Regions from separate parts of the Mus musculus genome. Here region 1 is linked to region 2. The links are chromatin contacts, called in public promoter capture Hi-C maps. All regions are on one chromosome and are shown on one strand. Each heading gives the region's core, a stretch centred on a gene start, on an enhancer-like site or on the middle of the called end of the contact. The rest is flanking DNA. Distances are from core to core; before and after follow the strand shown.

The links. Capture Hi-C pulls out chosen DNA fragments and counts their contacts.
Region 1: a contact with region 2 is called in a promoter capture Hi-C map of pancreatic islet. The contact joins the promoter of Rd3 here to the promoter of Spata45 in region 2. A contact is called at or near these places in 1 of 484 Hi-C or Micro-C datasets (B cells), 1 of 115 datasets of contacts at active chromatin or transcription factors (embryonic stem cells) and 1 of 9 other capture datasets (pancreatic islet).

The regions. Positions count from the first base shown.
Region 1 is chr1:191,975,213-191,980,983 of GRCm38.p6, reverse strand. It overlaps Rd3 (retinal degeneration 3), which reads right to left and starts at 3,614. Exons shown (of 3, transcript NM_023727.4): 1 at 3,275-3,614.
Region 2 is chr1:191,034,021-191,039,616 of GRCm38.p6, reverse strand. It overlaps Spata45 (spermatogenesis associated 45), which reads right to left and starts at 2,798. Exons shown (of 3, transcript NM_029336.2): 1 at 2,743-2,798; 2 at 1-72. The coding sequence starts at 34.

The DNA of each region.
Region 1 (5,771 bases), core at 2,365-4,864, 940 kb before region 2:
GGCACCTCTGTCTTCAGCGTGTGGCCATCTGAGAGGACACTCAGGAAACCTCCATGGAGACCTCACTGTCACATCCTATCCTGACCATCCAAGCCTTCAGTTCCTCATCTACACACAGGGTTGACACACCATGCCGCACACCACCCAGAATGTTTGTGACACACAAAAGCAGCTGTGTCCTATGCAACGCCTGGTCTGCCATCCCAGAACCTAGTATAGTGTCTGGAATGAGTGGTACCTCTGCCAGCCAGGTGGCTGAGAGGATGGGTAGGCTGCCGGTCCTGCCGAGAGTGACACAGAGTGGGAAGAGAAGAAATGAAAGCCATCCAGGGTGATGCATGAGGGTCCCAAGACTGTAAAGAGCCCCAATGTTCTTTACAGTGGGTCTGTGAGAACCTTGGGGATATGCCTCTTGCCCATGTCTGGGAAATGGGGCAAGATGCCCTGCCTTCGGTTGACAGCTCCTCCCCTCTTCTCTCTCCTGGTCTCTTCTGCTACTGAGCACAGCCTCACCACCACCACCCCAGCCTTGCACTCCCTTTAACCTCAGACATGCTTGATGGTCTGGCTGTCCCCTATCCCTTCGGTCAGTTGTCTCAGATGAGGCATGCTGAGGCTGGAGAGAGAATGACAGCTGTACCTGATACATCTAGCCTACGGCCAGATCACTGGAATATCCGTTTCCTTAACTGTAATGAGGGCACTTCTTTCAAGTTCCTGTAAATCCAGATAAGCATGGACAAAACCTTTATACATCAGAAGGCCAGTCTATCTGTGGCTGTCCCCGGCAGGGACTGACCCCTGGGGTCCTAGGAGAATCAAGTGATGAACTTGTATAACCTTTGTTTCCATCTTTAACTTAAAATGTAGCATTTCCGGTCTGGAGAGATGGCTCTGCAGCTAAGAGCACTTGCTGCTCTTGCAGAGGACCAGCACCCACATGGTGGCTCAATTCTGGGGTGTCTGATGTCCCCTTCTGATTTCCACAGGCACCAGCCACACATGTGGTGCACACATATATGCAGACAAAACACTCATACACAGAAAATAAATCTAAAGTATTTTGCTGTAGCATTTCCTCCGGGTATGAATGACCATCACACAACCAGGAGTGTCCATGATACCTGTGAATTTACACTAATATTGTCCCAACTCCTCAAAGTTGCTATTTGTAAAATAGTATATGCTTATCATTACTATGAAACATGGTGTTTATCAGCTATGTCACTAGATCTTGTCATCGTACCTAGTTCTAGAAAAGCGCAGCTATCATGTGTCATAAGCTGGTTTCACAGATATTCCAGCAGCTACATTTCTACAGAGCTGGTTTTCACTAAGTCAACTTTGGTGACTTTACCCGGAAACATTTTTCAGAAAATATATTCTCACCGACCCCCAAAGGTCTGGAGAACAGAAAGAAAAGCCTCTACTGCACACACCCCCCAACTTGGTGTAAGCTTGACTCCAACCTGGATCCTGGCCATCCCAGGCCCTGTGATCTGGTGGCTGTATAGAGAGCTGAGAAACTGATTGCAGGCGCCTGGGGCGTCGCTCTCCTCCTCCCACCTCCCCCTTCTTCCCTTCGTTACACTGTCACCTCTGCGCACACTCTGAGCCTCCCCTCTGGTCTATTTCTGGACATCCCTCAGGACAGTGGCTTCTCACCTTAGAAACACTCAAAGCCTTCCCTGAATCCCAAAGGCAAGAGGACTCTGGTTTCAGACAGTTAGAGGGGATCACGATGCTCACTAGTGCCACACAGTGAAGAGGATGCTGCCCTTAATCCAAGAACCCTGTGGTATTGGTCCAGAAGAACCCACAGCCAGGGCAGCAGCTGAGGCTCCCCCCTTGTATAACTGGGATCTCACAGCTCAGCTGAATATCTTCAGGCTAGGAAGGGTTCTGTTCCTGGGGACCTAGGGCCTAAGGTCACCTGACCCAGGCTGTCCCAGAGCAGAGGTCACCTCTTGGAGCAGGCTGTATCAGCTGAGGCCAGACCCTGGGTCCTGGCAGAGGCCTGAGAGCACATGTAGCTGTTCACCCCTCTGACTGATTCTGCTTTTCTCAGGGCCAAAGTCAACGTCACAAGCTGCAAGTTCTCCTTGTTTCTTTTTGGCATTAAAAAAATTATCTCTACACCACCAAGCCAGGTGTAAACCTGCCCGACCTGTGGGTCTTTTACCTACCTGACAAAGACCTGCTCATCCCTCAAACCAGTGTCTAAGAGTCAACTTCTTCCTGTAGCCTGGCCCTCATGTTCCCCACAGAGATGGCATGGATCTCAGAGGCCATCAGCTCCATCATCCCAGCATGTGTAATGATGGGCGAATGAATGCCTGGGCAAGTGGGGATATGAGTGGATAGGTGGATCAGTGGTGGGTGGGTGGGTGGTTCAGTGAATGGGTGGATCAGGGGTTGGTTGGATCAAGGGGTGGTTGGATCAGGGAGTGGGTGGGTGGTTGGATTAGTGAGTGAGTGAATCAGTGAGTGGGTGGTTGGATCAGAGGATGGGTGGATGGATCAGGGGATGGGAGTGGATAAGTAGGTGAGTTGATGGATGAATGGATACATATATGGATAGAGGGATCTGTTGATAGGTAGGTGGATAGGTGAGCAGAGGAGAGGCGGGTAAATGGGTGGGTGAACGGGTGAATCTCAGTCAGTTTTCTTCATATTGAGGCAGAGGTACAGATACTTAGGTCTGACTATGGTGGACAATCTCCAAGAAGTGCCTCTTCATCCCGATGTCATAATGAGAACCATCTCCACTGAACCCTCCCCCACCACCCAGGTTCCCTCCCTAGTGTCTTATTGGACCTCAGAGGCTGTGCCATTGTGGAGGGGACCACAGCTCAGTTCCAGGTCGCTGCTGTACATCTAGCCTTGACTCTGCACCTTAGAGGTGCTAAAGTTGCATTTCTCAGGTAGGTAGCCCCCTCTGATTCTAGATCTGCTTTCTCCCCCTGCTTGTGTCCCCTGCACAGCACAAGGGGGAACGTTAAGGCTGGTTTCTCTCAGAAGCTTGCTCTGCCCAAAGTAGACAACAGATGTGGCTTCCTCTAAGTTTACAAACCAGGTTGTGCACCCTCAGGATCAGGCCCGAGTCTGCTCATCTTTGACCAGTGAGGATTGAGGGGCCTCCCATGGCCGCCTGGGTCCTGGGTCCAGCTTACTTTCCGGATCCCAGGTGGCCTTCCAAGCTCAGAGCCAAGTGTGGCTAGCTGTCTACTGTAAGTGCAGGAAGCTGCCACTTCTGGGGAGATTCCCCTCTTACCTTAGGTCCACCTCCTTCAGGGCCACTATCACTGTAGGGGTCCTGCTTTCTGCTTCACACTCTAGGAGAAGAGAGCCTTGATCTTTTCTAGGGAAAGTAGAAAGTTGAGCGGCAAACTGGCAGGAGTTGAAGAGTGAGCTCCATCCTCGGCCGCCCTCTGCCTCTTCCACTGCTGGCTGCCTCCTGTGCTTTCTGCTCTTCCTCTTTGAGAAGTTGTACTGGAGGCACCAACTGGAGGAGGGACCCAGCTGGGCTGGTGTTTGTGGAGTATGTGTAGGTCCCCAGAGCTGAGACACAGCTCCCTGCAGAACCTGGAGGCAGGCCAGCATCGGTTGTCATGGAGACCCACCTAAGCCTCTTGGCCTGAAGCAGTATTAGCTGGTGAGGGAGGGCTGACCCGACACAGAGAGAGTGGTGTTCCCAGAAGGCAACTGAACCCTTACTCTCTCAGTACCATCTGGTTTGATGCTACTAACCTCATCAGACTCTTTGTGAACCTGCTATTGGCCGATGTTTCTAGCTGCCTGGTGAATGGTACCCGAATGAAATACAGTCTTTCCTCCAGGAGGGCATTATTCAGGGCACCAGGAGCCCATGAACTTGTCTCTACCTTTATCACTTCCCTTACCTGTCACTCTCTCTGTCTTTCCTTCCCTTGCACCAAGCACAGGCACTGATGGCTCAGGTAGGTCCAGGAAGAAGAAAGAAAGTGGGTCCTGGAAAGTCTAAGTGATGTCAGGAGCTGACACAGGCTTCCTGCTGTGCCTGCCCCTTGCCGCACTCACCACTAGGTCTCTAACTTTCTGCTCTCTGGACATGGTACCACACATAGGCTATTCTGATTGCAAGCCAACAGTAATCCCATTTGTGTCTCACAGAAGTGAGGAGGCACTGAGAAAAGAATGGTGTCCTGCGAAGGAGCAGCAAACTGTAACAGCCTGCACCGTCAGATCCCAGGGTCTGTACACTGGACCAGCACCAGGGAAGGGAATGGCTTTGGACACATCTCATTCAATTATGTTAACAATGAAGCAGAAAGCACAGGACAGTCTACTCAGCTGCGACTGCCCTCCCCTTGCGTATTTGAGGTTTTCAGTGTGCAGGTTCTTCTGCCTTCCTGCCCCTGGCAGAGGCTGCAGGGTCTCCTGTCAGGAACTGGGTCTTATGGTCAAACACTTCTCTTGGCAAATTCACATCATGACAGTCCTAACAGGTAAAAGGATGGGTTAGAAACCTCTACTACAGTTCCCAGGTGTCCTCCATCCAGGACCAGCTAAGGCCAAAGAAATCTGAGGCAAGTGCCAGGACAAGAGTGACTGTCTTAGTTAGGGTTGTACTGCTATGAACAGACACCATGACCAAGGCAACTCTTATAAGGACAACATTTAATTGGGGCTGGCTTACAGGTTCAGAGATTCAGTCCATTATCATAAAGACAAGAACATGGTAGCATCCAGGCAGGCATGGTGCAGGAGGAGCTGAGAGTTCTACATCTTCATCTGAAGGCTGCTAGCAGAAGCTGACTTCCAGGCAGCTAGGATGAGGGTCTTAAAGCACACACCTACAGTGACACACCTACTCCAATAGGGCCATACTTCCTAATAGTGCCAGTACCTGTGTCAAGCTCATTCAACCATCCCATGGCCAGCTGATAGCACCCTTCCCGTGGGTTAGCTGAGTGTCACCTTGGGTCAGGAGCACGGCTGGGACTGTTCTTTCTGGGAACCTTTCACAGACTGGAGAGCAGCAGGAACTCTCACCACAGAAACACTGAGTGTGCGCCCACCCAGCTCCTTCTGAACCCCCTTAACTGGAGCTCTATGTGTAAACTCTGGGGCCTGGTCGAAGATGAAGGCAGAGAAAGCAGGCCACCTCCTATACCGGCCAGGGCTTCCAGCTTGGTGGGCAGGCACCTGCAGAGATCCAGGGATACCTTGAAGAGGAGGTCCACCTAGGGGCCCCGCCTTCTCTCAACACTTCATATTCTCTTGTCCCCAGGCTGCAGTGCTGAGAATCTGCAAGCACAGAGCTGCAAGGGTCTTTTATCCCCATACCTGCTGGAGTCCCGGCATCAGACGGGACTGGGAACTTCCTCACACAGCACAGCGAGCAAGTTCAAAGTCAGGACGATACCCTCTGTTCTAAACCACTCATGCCCACTGCACCTCTGTGGCCTCAGCAAATCCTCCAAACCTCTGGGCACAATCATGACAGTCAGTTCCAGAGAGAGAACAGACATATCCCCTGTTCTCTGAGGGAGGGGGAGCAGGCTGTGCCCCCCCATCCCCTGTTCTGTAATGGAGGGAAGCTGCAGGCTGTGCCCCTGTCTGCAGTGTGGAATACTGTGTTACATTCCGAGTCCCAATGGCTCCTGGCCCGTGCATGGCAAGGCACCAGCACTGACCCATGGAAAGTCTGCTATAAGCTGTCATGGCACTTGCCTCGGATTGCCTAAGCTGGCCCTGGATGGAGGCCACCTGGGAACTCTAGAGGAGCT
Region 2 (5,596 bases), core at 1,549-4,048:
TCTTCTCTTCGTTGCCCTTGTTCATGGATGTCATCTTTACAACACACCAGTGGTCAGCTGAGTCTTGCCGCCCTGCCAACACATTGAGCATGCTTAATAGTCTTCTGTCCAACTCAGAAGCAAACTTCACCTCATAACCACATCTACCAGGACTTTCTCCTTCTGCAAGACCATGCTCCAAAATGTGGTACAGAACCAACTCAGGTCATTACTGCCCCCCAAATACTGCAAAGTTCAGCTATGTCCAACAAGTCATGTTGTATTTGCCTGTCACGATAACTGGTGTCTGATCTAAGACAGGCCCACCAGCAGGGTATGTTTCTATCTCCCTGGCTGATGGATGCATCTTTCCCATTTTATCTGTCCACTTTGGGAAATCTGTGAGCTTAGAGCCTTTTTATCTGTATATCTGTAGTATTATCTTTTACAATATCTACCACGGTTTAAACACAGTAAAATGAAAGGGCCCATTAAGAAGCAATTGAACCTGGGTATGTATAGTGTTCACATCTGTAATCTCAGCATTCAGGAGACAAGGTAGAAGGACTGCATTGAGTTCAAGGCCAGCCTGGTTACAGAGTTCTGGGCCAGCATGGGCTAGAGTTAGTCCCTGCCTGCTTCAGAAAACAATAATAAAAATACATATAAAAGGTAATATCTAGGCTACCTAAAATAGTCTGTTGGTAGTCAAGTAACTTAACTAGATCTCTTTAGATATCTATTGCAGAAGAAAAAAAAAATCCTCTCAACACTGGATTTGGCAATTTTTAGCTAAAGGAATTTAAAATGTCATGTAGAATAATTAACAATGAATAATTTGAGTTGCTTTAGTAAAATCTATCATTCTCAGTACCTATTAATAATGTGACATAAAAACTATCAAGAGCAATTTACCTAGGTGTGATGGTGTATATCCTGCACTAGAGAGGCAGAGGCAGGAGAATCTCTGAGAGTTCAGGGCTATCTTGGCCTACATAGTGAGTTCCAGGACAGCCAGGGCTATGTATAGAGACCCTGAATCAAAAATGAAAAACACAAACCTAAACAAATAAGATTATGAATAAACCTACTGTTAGCTTTAAAGATGCTAATTTGTAAGAAATTAAACTCTAAATTCTATCTCCTTTAATACTTTTTGGGGATACTGGGAATTGCATATTTGAGGTAAGAACATTCCAAGCCTGGCATTAAAAAGTTTCACTATCCTCTAGATATGCACATATCAAACACATGACAATAAGATTCATATTTTGTTAAAAGCCCATTTTATAAATCTACTGAAAAAGATATACCACAGTGTGAGTGTTCACTGAAATCACAAAATCAAAATCACCTACAAGTTAGACCCCAACACTCAGCCGTAGAGTCTGGTGGTGAAACCATGGATTACCAGTCGTTTGGGTTTACATACTAGCTATGTTACCTACTGTGTGCATAGCTACCTACTGTGTGCATAGCTAGCTTAAGTTGCCATAGCTTCCTGACATATTCAGTGAAAACATTACCCAGGTCAGAGTATCATACAGACTAAATGAGCTAACACTTATGAAGAGTTTACTATTGCCACCCTCAACAAATCTATCTATCACATAATCGGCACCGTGAAAGAAAGAAAGAAAGAAAGAAAGGAAGGAAGGAAGGAAGGAAGGAAGGAAGGAAGAAAGAAAGAAAGAAAGAAAGAAAGAAAGAAAGAAAGAAAGAAAGAAAGAAAGAAAGAAAGAAAGAAAGGGAAAGAAAGGGAAAGAAGGGAAAGAAAGGGAAAGGAAAGGAAAGGAAAGGAAAGGAAAGGAAAGGAAAGGAAAGGAAAGGAAAGGAAAGGAAAGGGAAGGAAAGGAAAGGAAAGGAAAGGAAGGAAGGAAGGAAGGAATGGAGAGGGAGAGGGAGAGGGAGAGGGAGAGGGAGAGGGAGAGGAAGGAAGGAAGGAAGGAAGGAAGGAAGGAAGGAAGGAAGAAAGAAAGAAAGGAAGAAAGGTAATTCTATCTGATAAGTAGACCGTATACCTTGGTCTCCCAATTACTAATCTGTTTTACACATGATGTGATGAGAATGGTGGGATCCAGTGAAGCAAAAACTGCCAGATCCTTGTTTTTAAAAATCAGTTGAGACTTTCAGGAGGTTGAGAGCAGAGAACCTAGCCATGTCTGAGGCCCTGGTGAGCACCATCCGGCACAGTCTACAAGCCTAGAAAAGTGGCCCTTGGTGTGACTGGCACAGGGACGGGTCGGCTTCCACAGCTCGATCTCGCAGGCTTTTAGCTCATTCACAGTGTCTTAGAAGCTGCATGTGTTATCTGTGATACGGAAGATACTTGAAAACACGAGGCTGGACACGGCAGACCTGATTTGTAGAGCCCATGTTTTAAGCTTTCCCCTCATTAAGATCTGCTAGCCCAGGTCAAGCCAGGTCATGGCTCTCACAGTCCATGGAAGCCAAGTGCACAGAACAGCACAGTGGTTGAGTGTCCCAGTGCCTCCCAGGAGGCTGTCAGGAGGATCATCTGAGCCCAGCAATTCAAGAACAGACTGGGCAATACACTATGACCCCATATCAAAATAACAACATACAGTCTACACACTGACTGGCTGACCAAAAGCTTATAGGAGCTGAATCCTCTCAGAGACTGGTATTTGCCAGTTTAGTATTTAGAGTGTCTTTTTATGAATACAACTCCCATAATAGAAATGACAATCTACAGAGAGAAACAGCATTGTCATTCCTACAGGTACATCAATAATGCATTACCTTTAATAACACCAACCCAAAGCCTGTCTGAAGTCCACAGTGAGGATCAGCCCACTGGACTGTTGCCCTGGTGATAGACTTTTCTGAGCTCTGCCACCTCAGCTCCATTCTGTTCTTAGAACCCTGGTTAACAGAGGGAGTCCTGAGCCAGAGACCTCTTACCTCCTAGCCTGGTGGCCTTGCACGGACGACTTGACCTTTGTCTTTAGATAAAGACAGTGAGATATTAAGTCATCTGTAAAATGGAAACAAAGATAATCGTTAAGTCATAAGGCAGATAATAGGGCAGGAGTTGGGATTACATAAGGTATATATGTAAAACTGTGTGTGCTGCATCTGCCTTCCACTCACTGCAATTTAATTTCTCGACCACTCATTCTGTGCCTGGTGCTCCTGAGGAAAATGGTGACTAGCAAGAGCGTGCTTCCATGAAGAGAAGTGCTAGGAGCTCACTAGAATTTTAAGCCCAGAAATTTGGAACCAATTTAAGTAACATCACATGATCTCATCTCCAAAGGGAAAAAAATTACCTTCATATTTTATACAGAGGACTATTCAAATATCTGTAAACCAAACCAAACCAAACCAAACCAAACCAAACCAAACCAAACCAAGAGTCTCATTCTGTAGCTCTGGCTGTCCTGGAACTCACTGTTTAAACCAGGCTGGCTTCAAACTCGCAGAGATCTATCTGCCTCTTCCTCCACCCCCCTTCCCCTCCCCCCCCCTGCCTACCCCTCCACCTCCACCTCTGCCTCAGGGTGCTGGGACTAAAGGTTTGAGCCACTATGCCCAGCTCAGATAACTTTTTTCAGAAGAAGATCTTTTGCTTTTTAAGAAAATCCAAAGAAACAAATCTCAGAAATATAAAAGAATTTCTTTTGCCTCTTGCAGGAATTAGTGATAGAGGAAAGACCTGTATTGAAAGTTTACACATCCGCTCATGAAGCATGAGTCAGCAAACACGCATTAACTCACCCAAGTGTAAGGAACCTGGGGTGTGGTAACCATGGAGACTGATGCAGTGTTTGGAGGGATGAGAGCAGCTTTGTTTAGGATGCCACAGATAATCTGAGGGCTTATCAAGAGAACACACATCCACTAGGCACAATCTCCGCATCTTTAAATCCAGGCTCTATCTGGATTCTCTCCTTTCTGGGGCAGCTGGAGGAAGATGTTCACACTGTGAGCTTTGGCTTACCTGGCTATAGACGGGCTAACCAGTATGGAGGTGTGGGATTAGATAACAAACTTAAGTATTTGATGGAATTAAGAAAGCTGAAAAGATCTTTAACATTAGTTTTCCTAAAATATATATTAGGTTAAGTTATTAACTCAGAAAGTTATCATGCTGCACCCAAATGCCACTATTTTACAATGGAATAGCTCATCTGATAAGTCACCCAACCTGCAACATCTCAAGCCACAGACTCCTCTCTCTCAGAGATCACTTTCCCTGCAGGCTGCACTTTAAGGCCGGGCTGACCCGAGTTCTCCAAACATTTCGGTTTACTAACCACCTGAAACCTTGCTACAGTCTTACTTCATTCTATTCCAGTGTGCACACTGAGCCACACCAGCTCTTCCGTTCATCTGACCAAAGGGAAGGTTTGTCAGCATCCTCAGACTCTCAGGTCTGGACCCGAGGAGTTTGCTTGCTGTGGTAGTGTCTTGTTAGAGTTACTATTGCTGTGATGTTACCATTATCATGTTACTATTACCATGACTAAATCAACTTGGGGAGGGAAGGGTTTATTCTGCTTATGTCTCCTCATCACAGGGAGTCAGGACAGGAACTCAAGCAGGACAGGAACCTGGAGGCCGGAGCTGATGCTGGGACCATAGTGGAGTGCTGCTTAATGCCTTGCTCCTCATGGCTTGCTCAGCCTGCCTTATTTTTTTTTTAAGATTTATTTTATTTATATGAGTAAACTGTAGGTATCTTCAGACACACCAGAAGAAGACACCAGGTCCCATTATAGATGGTCATGAGTCACCATGTGGTTGCTGGGGACTGAACTCAGGACCTCTGGAAGAGCAGTCACTGCTCTTAACTGCTGAGCCATCTCTCCAGTCCTTTTCTTTTTTATTAGATATTTTCTGTATTTACATTTCAAATGTTATCCCCTTTCCTAGTTTCCTCTCTGAAAATCCCCTATTCCTCGCCCCTCCCCCCACCCCCCCACCCCCATTCCCCATCCCATCCCCTCCCACTCCCACTACCTGGCCCTGGCATTCCCCTACACTGGGGCATAGAACCTTCACAAGACCAAGGGACTCTCCTCCCATTGATGACAGACTAGGTCATCCTCTGCTACATATGCAGCTAGAGACACAAGTCCCACCATGTGTTTTCTTTGATTGGTGATTTAGTCCCAGGGAGCTCTGAGGGGTACTGGTTAGCTCATATTGTTGTTCCTCCTAAGGGGCTGCAATCCCCTTCAGCTCCTTGGGTCCTTTCTCTAGCTCCTTCACTGGGGACCCTGTGCTCCGTCCAATGGATGACTGTCAGCATCCACTTCTGTATTTGTCAGGACCTGGCAGAGCCTCTCAGGAGACAGCTATATCAGGCTCCTGTCAGCAAAATCTTGTTGGCATCTGCAATAGTGTCTGGGTTTAGTGGTTGTTTATGGGAAGGATCCCCAGGTGGGGCAGTCTCTGGATGGTCATTGCTTCAGTCTCTGTTCCGAACTTTGTAACTCATTCCATGGTTATTTTGTTCCCCCTTCTAAGAAGTATCCACACTTTGGTCTTCCTTCTTGAGTTTCATGTGTTTTGCAAATTGTATCTTGGGTATTCTGAGTTTCTGGGTTAGTATCCATTTATCAGTGAGTGCATCTCATGTGTGTTCTTT